Regions from separate parts of the Mus musculus genome. Here all the other regions are linked to region 2. The links are chromatin contacts, called in public Hi-C maps. All regions are on one chromosome and are shown on one strand. The core of a region is the stretch at or near the end of the contact, and the rest is flanking DNA. Distances in the headings are between cores, read along the strand shown. Region 1 has its middle 40 kb from the start of n-TDgtc1. Region 2 has its middle 76 kb from the start of Gm36851. Region 3 has its middle 77 kb from the start of Gm42131.

Region 1 (3,232 bases), core at 653-3,152, 130 kb after region 2:
GGGCATAGTTGGGGAAGGAGGATTGAGTGAGACATATTTTCTATGTTTCTGGGGTTTTGTGCTCACTAATGTTTCCATGATGGAGGATTTTGAGAAGCCCCCCCCAAAGGAAAAGTGATCACTGGTCTACAACCTCAGCACCTATCACCCTCCATCACTCAGGACCCCTTATGATTTGCCCAGGTTCCCAAGTCATTCAAAGATGGACAAACATTGTGCATCAGCAGTGGGCACCTTCTGTGCTGTTGAAAAGACAGTGAAATAGTGGCGTCAAGATAGCTGGATTCTCGTTCTCTTCAGGCTTAGCAGTGCTGACATACAGCAGAGCTCAGGTGACCTGACATCTCTGGATTTCCTCCTCCGTAAAACAGAGCCAACACTGTATGACCTCAGTTCTGATTCTGAAATCCCGTGCCTGCCACCGCTGTACTGTTGATTATAAAACCACACCAGAGGAAGGCCCGTGGCAGCCTTCACTCTGTCACACCGGGAAGACTTCAGAAGGGAGCATTGATGGCTACATGAACCACTCATATCTACTGAGCCATCTCTCCTGCCCGTTGGATTATTTTAAAACAAGACTTTTTAGTACAGAGGCTGAGAAGTAGAATATTTATTTGAGTTTTGAAATCAGGGGGGAAATACACAGCCAAGCAACTCTGAGCGTCTGGTAGAGGGTTTGTGTTCTCCTCTGTGCATGGGAAGATTAGCGCAGATAATCGCCCACTCCTTCCCACACGACCCTTGCCTTCAGAGCCCCTGGTTTCTTATCCGGGCTTCCAGCTCTTACTTTGCTGGATATTGGGAGTGAGAGAACAGGAGGAAAAGGGCCTGGCAGAGAGAGCTTGATCCTCTGCTGTATTTCACTTTGGTACATTTATATTTCCACCGCGGAGCTCAGAAGTCTTTGGGGAATGTGTATATTTTGGATAAATTTTATAATAAAGACTGTAAATAAATCCTAAATGCTGCTAGACCTGGAAGTAGATCATTAAATTTTTATAGAATCGACATAAGCTTGGGGCCTGACAAATCCCATTTTAAATGCTGAGCATAGCAGCGTCCCAGCACAGCACCAGGCTGATGCCATCCGTGCATTTAATCTCTATTAAGGCCTCGAAAACAATACATTTTAAATAATGTTAAAATTCACCATCACTGTCTTTGGCACATAATTTATTGCCAGAATTCTTGGTATGGGATTTCAAATTTTGACCTAATACATGCATACATGGAATATACAAATAACCCGGGCTCTCTGAATGCAACCGATATAATAACAAATCTCAATGAACAAGAGACACCTGGTGTTTTATCTGCGCAAACACCAGCGATCTAACTCAGTGGCCAGAGGGTCAGTTCCCTGTCTCCTTTGGGCAGGAAGTGTCCATTCTCTTCCAACAAGTGAGCTGTTCTTTCTTTGTGTCCTGCTCCACATGACACCTTATCCCATGAAAAATGACTTACAGGTTTTTCATCTTTTGAAACCATTATCACTGACCAGCCTCTGCCGTGGAGAGAAGATGGAGTGGAATATGATTGCCAAGCCTGCTGCAAAACCTATTACAAAGGGAGAACCTCACAGTCCTCTTCCTACGTTGTCCAGTTGGTGAGATAAATGCCCTGAAATTTGGGCACCATGTCACAATCGACTGTAAGTATGCTGGATCGAGCCACGCCTCCAAGATTTGTGCCAACCACGGCCCGGAGAGCTGGCGAGAGGTGTCCTTTGCTCTCCCAGGGCCTCCTGCCTCACGGCTGGGTCTGCTGCAACCCAGCCACCACCAGGCTGATCCGGGTGGTCCTAGCCGTGAATACAAAGGTGCAGAGTCAGAAGTGAAGCAGTTAAAGAAGCCGAGGCATGTTTACTAAGCCATTTGAAGTTGATAGCCGTCACGGCCTGGCTTTTTTCTCTATCTTCGTAAACCGCAGTGAATTGATGGAATGACCCGGACTTGATCTTCAGGGCAATATGTCTGATGGCACCGCTGGATTGATAAATTGATTCAAAACTATTACCATGGTGAAAAAGCAATAAGGTCATAAAAATTGCATCAGCTGGCTAGGTAAATCCTGGCATTTCACGACAAGTAATGCAGAAGAACCGCAGGAGGCTCTGGGCATGAAGCTGAATGAGGGAGGGAGAAATGACTTTGAAGAGCTCATCATCTCGGATCTATTCTTCCTGCCGGCGATTCATGCCTTCGCATAGTGCCACTTCATTATGGGGAAATAACTGTACACTCCTAGCATATTCCTGGCCTCCCTGGCGGCCCCTGGAGGACCCTTAGCTGGTTAATACCTCATCACGGGCTTCATTGAACACTTTAATCTGCACTTGTGTGATCAATAGAATCCTGGTGTAAATTAAAAGGACAATTTCATGTAATCAAGCCTGTTAATGCTCATTTTGAAAACCATTATTTGTGGAAGGCATTTAGAAGAAAATTACAAAGTGACAGGCTGATGCACTCTGAGATGGTTTGAAAGCAGGCCCTTTTTTTGTGTGTGTGTGACCGTTTACCTGCTCTGGGAGCTCGATGGAAGGAGCGAGTTATTGAATGCAGTGGGGAAGGGAGGGGAACAGAGCCCAGAAAGCAAAGAAGAAGAGCCCAGCAGGAATGTGTGTGTGCCCTGCCTGCTTGCTTGCCTTCAAGCAGGGAAGAAGAAAATGAAATTTTCCAGTGTTCTATTTCTGTGGCAAATTCAATTACTGTGGGGACTTGTTCAAAGCGGTGTAACTTCCAAGAGGCAGAAATTGAAAACCTGGCAGCTAATGAAATGGCAAATGACTAGGAAGTTCAGACAGGGGCCGTCAGTTGGCTCAAACACCTGGAGGAAAACAGCAACTCTCCCCAATGTCTTCCCGAAGCCACTCTCTCATCCATCCCCCAGAGGAGCGAGGAGACCTCCTCTCCCCAGCATTTGACTCCAGCTGGAATAACATGTTAACAGCCACACATTTCTGTGAATCTCTCTGCCACTATCACAGCTCAGCACATGGAGCATGAAATGCAAAATGCAACCAACATGCTGCCTGTTTTTTCTCAATCTGGGGACTTGTGTTGCATATAACGTGTGTTAGACCGATTGCTCAGAAGCATATTTGTTCAAATCTCTTGTAGCTGAGAAATATGCATCTCTCTAGTATATAGGCATGGCATGGCAGTATACAGCTGGAGAATAAGAAATTTAAGACAGCGTCTCTCTGGGTAACTTTGGGTGGCCTTGA
Region 2 (3,298 bases), core at 525-3,024:
GCTCACTTTTAGCATGAATATTCAATACTTACTTACAGCTAAATAGTGATTTTTCTCTTCCTTTATTTTTTCATCTTCTTTATCTTTATTGAGTCCTCAACTCGCGGCAGATTGGCAAATACACTCATTTACACGCAGTACAAACTTCAAGGCTCATTCTTTGCTGGAAGAAGTAATAATAGAGATGGTAGAAGAAACTCAAAGGAGCCCAAGAGTGAGACATTAATATATTCAAAAATTATACCACGAAAAAAATTTCCATAAGCCAGAGAAGAGAGGGAAGAGTTCCTTGGGCTGGTCTCTTCCTTGGCCATTTGCTTACTATATAGCCTTTACATGCTTCTGACACATCCTCTTGTTCACTTTCTGATTCTATTTCTTATTTATCTCATTCATACAATGCAAACTTGATAAGACTAGGGGCTGTTTTTGCACTTCGGTATCCTCAGGTACTCTCTCACAGTACAGACTCAGCTGGCTTCAAAGCCCACACTTGGAAAGATTATTGCATTCACTTCTTGAAACCATTAGTAATCTCAGCCAACACACCTTCCGCTGGTCTCTCAATGACTATCCTGTTAGCTCACATCTATTAAGTATGAGCCTGACTATATTTTAAAAGGATTTTTTTAAAATTTGTAACGGGGTGGGTGGGGACATTGTGCACATGAGAAAATATGCCTGCAGAGACCAGCAGTGCCTGATCCCCCTGGAGCCAGAATAACAGGCATTTGTGAGCCACTGGACATGCTGTGAACCAAACCCTGGTTTTCTACAAGAAGAGCATGCAGTCCTGACTTTTGCACCATCTCTCTGGCTCCATACATCTATTCTTTTTAATGGACACATTAATGCTTTAAAATTGAATCTCCTTGTCTGAAGACTTTTGGGTTTCTTCTAAATCTTTTTGTGCTTCAGCAAGTCCCCAAATGCTCACAAAGGAGAAAGTGTTATTCCTAAGCCCAAAGCCATTCACTGACCATGAAACGAGCTCTTCCCCCAATGAGTGAGTCTCCCCGCGGCCCTGTGTGCACAAGAACAGCTGCAAACACAAACACAGCTGCAGCCTAATGGACTCTCTCAATCCCATATCTTCCTCATTCCAGCCACAAACACATAGCTGAGATCAAAAAGGTAAGTTCAACGTCCTTGTGCAGTAGCTACACAACAGCGCAGGACCCAAGCTCCACTCCTGTGTTTCATCAAAGGGATCGGACTGCAGAGATAAATAAATGTTTGCTTCATTCCAGAAATCCTGGCTAATGAGAAAATAGCAGGCACCACACAAAACCTGGCTTCTGGCCATGCTTCTGTGACTGACGTAACTTGAGGTAAATTCTTCTTGACATTCAGGTTTCTGACTGATCTGTAAAATGTAGGTGAAGATTTCTGGTGTTCAGTGTGACAGCAAAATTAAACCGTATCATGGACAGATAGCTACACTAATATAAGGTACACTAATACTGCATGCTAATCACATGTGAGTTTAAGAAAAGATAACATACAAGTACTTACGCTTCTAAGTATGAATATGCAAAGGGTAGGATAAAAATGACAGACAAACAACAGTTAGATATCAAACAGCATTGTGTCAGACATCCCAGCAATCTTCTATCTTCCTAAGTTTCTCCAAGGGTGTCTTTAACAGTGCTGTTACTTACAAGATACTGCTGTACTTTAGGAAAATAAACATGAGGATTACAAATCACTGACTCAGTCAAAATGCATTCCTTGAGTACCTCCTGCTCAGTCACTGGAAACTAGGGACTTTCCCTAATGTGATGTCACCAGGCAGCAAGGGCAGGACGTGCCCTCACATCCGTCAGGCTCCAAATCAGTCTGAATCTAAAGCCACTGCTGACAAAGTCTGTGAGTCTACAAGCTGCGAGCAGTGCCGGCACTCACCCGTTCCCATCTCCACTCCAACAGGAACAAGTCCTTAAGAACCCCTACGCATTTTTAATGATTGAGAACAGACCATAGACAGGAGTGCTGATAATATAGGCTAAGATGAAACGGCTGGAATACTGCAGGACAGAAGAGAGGGCGTTGATTCACCTTAACGGTGATTCTTCAAGTCACCTTGATGAGCAGGTAATATGACAGGTGAATGTGGAGAAGAAAAAAAAAAAAAAAAACTTGAATCAAGAGGCAATGAAGATACCTGGAGTCCATCATAACCAACTTGTTCTAAGCCCCAAGAGGCAGCCATGGGGCAGAGTCCTACAGTTGACTTCAACGAGTGTGAAGAAGAAAGGACATGAACATTTTGAGTGAGCATGAGCAACTGTTTTGTGTGGGCCCCATGAAGGTCAAACATAGGCATTAAGACCTGTGGGGAAACTCAAGTTATATTAAAACTAAGCAAATTTTAGATGTGCATATATTTACATCTAATTAGTACTTTATGATTTTTTTTCCAAACACTTTCCTAAATAAATAAATAAATAAATAAATAAATGAAGGCAAACACATCATGACGGGATAATCTCCCACTCAGGAAATGAAGACATTCTGTTCCCTTGACTCTCTTTCCTTCCCTGCGCAGAGTCATCCATCCTCAACTCACCATATTAAGTTTGTCAACATCCATCATCTCGAGTTAACACTGATTTCTGTCGACAAGGGAGGCAGAGGCGAGAAACACCCTCTCATTCTTTTTAATATTCCGAATGTATGTGGTAGTCGGGCGGAGAAATGAGTTGCATTTCCATACAGAGATTCAGGATTACCAGGAACCTGATGAAAAGCTAAATTCTCTCTCCAAGGCGTAATTGCCATACAGGGGCTTCTCTCCCCTGACCGAGTCTTCAATTCCCCATTAGCATGCATGCAGTTAGCAGACTGAGGCAGAGGAAGGCATAATTTCTGAAGTTTAAAGTTTGTTAAAATGCACACAACTGCACATATTAAGAACCAGAGATCCTTCTGTAGCTCAAATGCATGAGGGAACCGGCCTTGAAATTGAAGATGGAAGAGCCAAGTGCAAAGCTCTTCTATTTCTCTCTGACACGCGCTCATCACAATAGAGCTGTGCAATAAATTCAATGAAAGGAGATTAGTTTTCATAACTCAATGGGAATTCCAGAAGAGCACCTGAAGGGAGATTTAGTCACTGACAATGGCAAGACAGCGCGCCTCAGCCTGAAGCACTGAGGCAGGCCTCATGAATATTAATGAAGAGTCTCCACATTGGAGACAAATAGCTCTTTAATTTCCAGGGTCCTCACTTTTTGAGGGGGTTTCTCCCCAAACACTAAGAATGATGGTCCTCTCACAAGGCCCTCCAGATAACTGG
Region 3 (3,524 bases), core at 1,012-3,511, 210 kb before region 2:
CTGGGTCATTTCCTGAAGCATTTATATATCAAGTTCTTGTAGCATAAGGTCCTTGTATGGGACAAGCGTGGAATGTCTTGTAACCCTACCATTTCAGCAACAAGGGCACAGCAAGGCATACAAAACATTTACCCTACACTGTAATTCTATACACATCTGATACATTAACATTGTCCCAAATAGTATGATACACACTAACTTCTAAATGAGTGAACTAGGGGCTGGAGAGATAGCTCTGTGGTTAAGAACACTAACTGTTCTTCCAGAGGTCCTGAATTCAATTTCCAGCAACCACTTAATGGCTCACAACCATCTATAATTGGATCTGATGCTCTTTTCTGGTGTGTCTGGACACAGCTACAGTGTACTCATATACATAAAATAAATAAGTAATTCTAAATGAGTGAACTATTCAATATTGCATATGTAGGATTAGTAAGGAAAGTCTTTACTAACTTAGAATAATAATTCATATATATGTCATATATATATGACAAAAGACCCATCTATTTAAAATAAGTAGTTTCACAGATTGATATTAATATGTATTTTTAAACATGGATATATTTAGACTTGATTATGAAGCAGTTATCTTACAACTAGAGTTCACTAAAATTATTTGTGAAGTCATTTTATCTTAATTGTGACATATTCCACATGATCACAATTATAATGATGTCTGCAGTTAGATTAACAAAGCTACAGCCCTTTTTTTCCCAGAGAAAGTATCACATTAGGAACAATTGAATGGCGAAGACTAGTCTTCAAGTTCCTCAGAGTGAGATTGAAGATCTATTAGCCACAGATAGCCATTCTCTAATCAAAGGTAGGGAGCCACACTTCAGTGTGCTCATGGGCCCTTAGGACAATTTAGTCTACAGCCCCCATGACATTATTGGTGCCTATTTCTATAGTCAGCTCAGCTGTTCTACTCTGAGAATGACAGTTTCTGTAACCTGCCTTAAACCAATGATGTCGTAAATGAAATTCCCTGTTGCTGAGGCCTCTTAGGAGTCATTAGTGTTGTGTAAGTACTCTGTACAGCGGCCTGCTCTGTGGGTGCCACATCTGGCTAGAAGCTATGCTCTTTTTCCTTCTGCCACAACCACAGTATTCAGAGTGAGACCAGCATTCTACAGCTGCAGGTAGATCGTTCTGCCTCTTTGCTGGATTGTGGTATCATTCCATATAAAGTGGGAAGGAGGTGGTGTCAGCCATAGTATGCTCTGTTGGAGTTACAGTGAAGGGTAAGAGGAACAAGCCAAGGTGATGGTGCATTGAGCCCCCTTCTTCTAGAACCTTCTTGGCTCACACCCAGGACCCCTGTGTATTAATTGGCAGGACCCCCCAGTTTCAGTGGGGAGAAAAAGCCTTAACTTCCCATCAGATTTAAGGCCCAGGCTGCCGTATGATAGATTCTACCCTAATATCATTAGCTGTGCAGGCTGCTAATTGTAGTGGTTGCTAATCCATCTGAACAGCCAGAATGATATTAGCTTTCAATAGGATTTACATACATCCAGGCTTGTTTCTGCATCGGCTAGCAATTAAAGTTTAAACTGTTGAACACGCAGCTTGTGCGGGCTAAGTAATATTTAATAGCATTAACAATGCATTTCCTTATTTGCCTCTAAATCTCTTTACAGACTCATCAATTCACTATCACCTTTGTGTGGCACAGGGACATTAGCTCTTAGCCTAACAGCTTCCAGAGGAGGGCACTGTCACAGAGACGAGACAGTGGAAATGCCAGCTGCACACGCCAGAGTCAGCATCATAATTCACACTAAGATTTCTATCTCCCCTCCCGGCACCCTCCGCTCTTTCTCACGCATGCACTTCATTTCCAGGGGATGTTATGGTTTGTTTATCTTTCAGGTCAACTTTTGAAAGACTAGAAATCAACTAATTTGGGTTTAAATGTCTGCAGAAGACAAAGATTCACCAAAAGGTTGTTTGAATCATGCCAGATCTTTCAGGGTTTCAGTGTAAGCTGGGTTAAGCTGTCTCGATGGGCTTGTTCAGGAAAGTTATATTTATATGAAAGAGTATGAAGTCAGGCTAGAACACAATATAGTTTCTCTGCATGATAGTTTCCATGAGGGTTTCTTTGCCCCATTTACAGCCATACCCTTAAGCATCTAGCTCTATATCTAACAGGAAGGAACAAGTATTTCTGGAAGCCATGATGGGTGGGGTTTGAGTGCTGACAATTCAGACCTCCTGATCTCAGCCTCAGGCCCTTGCTGCTTCCTCCCTAGTTCATCATCGTAACCACACCCTTTCCTCTCCTTGTTTCCAGACCATAAACTAATAGGAGGACAAGCCAGAGACAGGGAGGAAAGTCGGATAAAGAGAGGATAAAGGACATTCTAGATCACTCTGAAAGAAAGGGGTAGCTGTTGGGACAGACCACTGGAGGCTCATTTAAGCATTTCTATTCTTCTGGTTCAAGAATTTTGGCATGGTCATCAAAGCTGGTCAGTATCGTTGCTGGTTAGTCAGGCAGAACTTTTTAGAGGAGGCTGTATTTGTTTCCTCTGGCTGTTGAAGCAAAGTATTAAGAGCTGGGTGGATAAAAAAATCATCTCATCGTTCCATGGGCTGGGAGCTGGAAGAGAAGGGCTGTGGTCACTGACAACATCAAGGGCCAATCCTAACGCTGTCTGGAGCTAGCCAGCCATTTTTGTCATGCCTTGGCTTGTTGACCCATCACTTTAGCCACTCCTGACTTCTCCCTGGGTGTCTTCATCCAGTCTTACTTCAGTGTGTGTCTGTTTCTGCATTCCAGGGCCCCTCTGTTTTAAAGACACTAGTCATTTTCAATTAGGGTACATCTTAATGACCTCATTTTAACCTAACTGCCTCTTAAAGCCTTATTTCAAAATAAGGTCCTTTTCTGAGGTACAGGAGGCAGGGTATAGCGTATCTTTTTAGAAGGATACAATTTAACCCATTAGAGAGAGTCATGTACCATCTGAAAAATGGTAATGGGGGGTTTTCAGACCTGAAAAACCTTTATCCTTGAGAAGCAGAATAATCCATATTCTCTGGACATAGTAGTCAATAATAATTGAATTATTTTTCTCATTTCTTGGGCCCTGCCATCTTGTATTTCCCATATCAATTGACTTTTATTATATAATATTCTCTAACTATTTCTCTGATCATTCCTTGTGTTTAGTCATTTTTCTTTCTCATTTATCCCTTAAATTTGGCTATTAGAATTCTCCAGAGAAAAGGAACACCCCCCAGCCCCAATACACACACATTGAGGCATTTGTTACTTATGTACAAAGACATTTGTTCAGCATGGTTGGTTGATGCAATTGCAGAGCCTGGGAAATGCCAGGATCTATTCATTGGCAAGCTGGAGGCTCAGGAAGGCTGGTAGTAGTCTTCTAGAACATACCAGCAGGCTGGAGAATACAAGGAGCTAATGGTATAAGTCCTACTTTGGATCCAAAAGCCAAACTAACGAATCAGAAGCACACACAGGAACAGGAGAACACAGTTGTCCCCAC

The links. Hi-C and Micro-C count contacts between places; a contact is called where the count stands out from the background.
Region 1: a contact with region 2 is called in a Hi-C map of the N1E-115 cell line, with 9 times the contacts expected there. The contact joins two enhancer-like sites. A contact is called at or near these places in 6 of 484 Hi-C or Micro-C datasets (the N1E-115 cell line, embryonic stem cells and nephron progenitors) and 1 of 115 datasets of contacts at active chromatin or transcription factors (T-cell acute lymphoblastic leukemia).
Region 3: a contact with region 2 is called in a Hi-C map of the N1E-115 cell line, with 5 times the contacts expected there. The contact joins two enhancer-like sites. A contact is called at or near these places in 2 of 484 Hi-C or Micro-C datasets (the N1E-115 cell line and nephron progenitors).

Annotation. Positions count from the first base shown.
Region 1 is chr5:101,031,706-101,034,937 of GRCm38.p6, reverse strand. No RefSeq gene overlaps it. Among named protein-coding and RNA genes, the nearest start is that of n-TDgtc1, 40 kb to the right of the region's middle. Within about 2 kb of position 1,902, at least 2 of the 459 cell types and tissues checked have an H3K27ac peak or open chromatin away from gene starts, as enhancers often do. A contact at or near this core is called in the N1E-115 cell line, where this site is marked.
Region 2 is chr5:101,161,752-101,165,049 of GRCm38.p6, reverse strand. No RefSeq gene overlaps it. Among named protein-coding and RNA genes, the nearest start is that of Gm36851, 76 kb to the left of the region's middle. Within about 2 kb of position 1,774, at least 56 of the 459 cell types and tissues checked have an H3K27ac peak or open chromatin away from gene starts, as enhancers often do. A contact at or near this core is called in the N1E-115 cell line, where this site is marked.
Region 3 is chr5:101,370,603-101,374,126 of GRCm38.p6, reverse strand. No RefSeq gene overlaps it. Among named protein-coding and RNA genes, the nearest start is that of Gm42131, 77 kb to the left of the region's middle. Within about 2 kb of position 2,261, at least 2 of the 459 cell types and tissues checked have an H3K27ac peak or open chromatin away from gene starts, as enhancers often do. A contact at or near this core is called in the N1E-115 cell line, where this site is marked.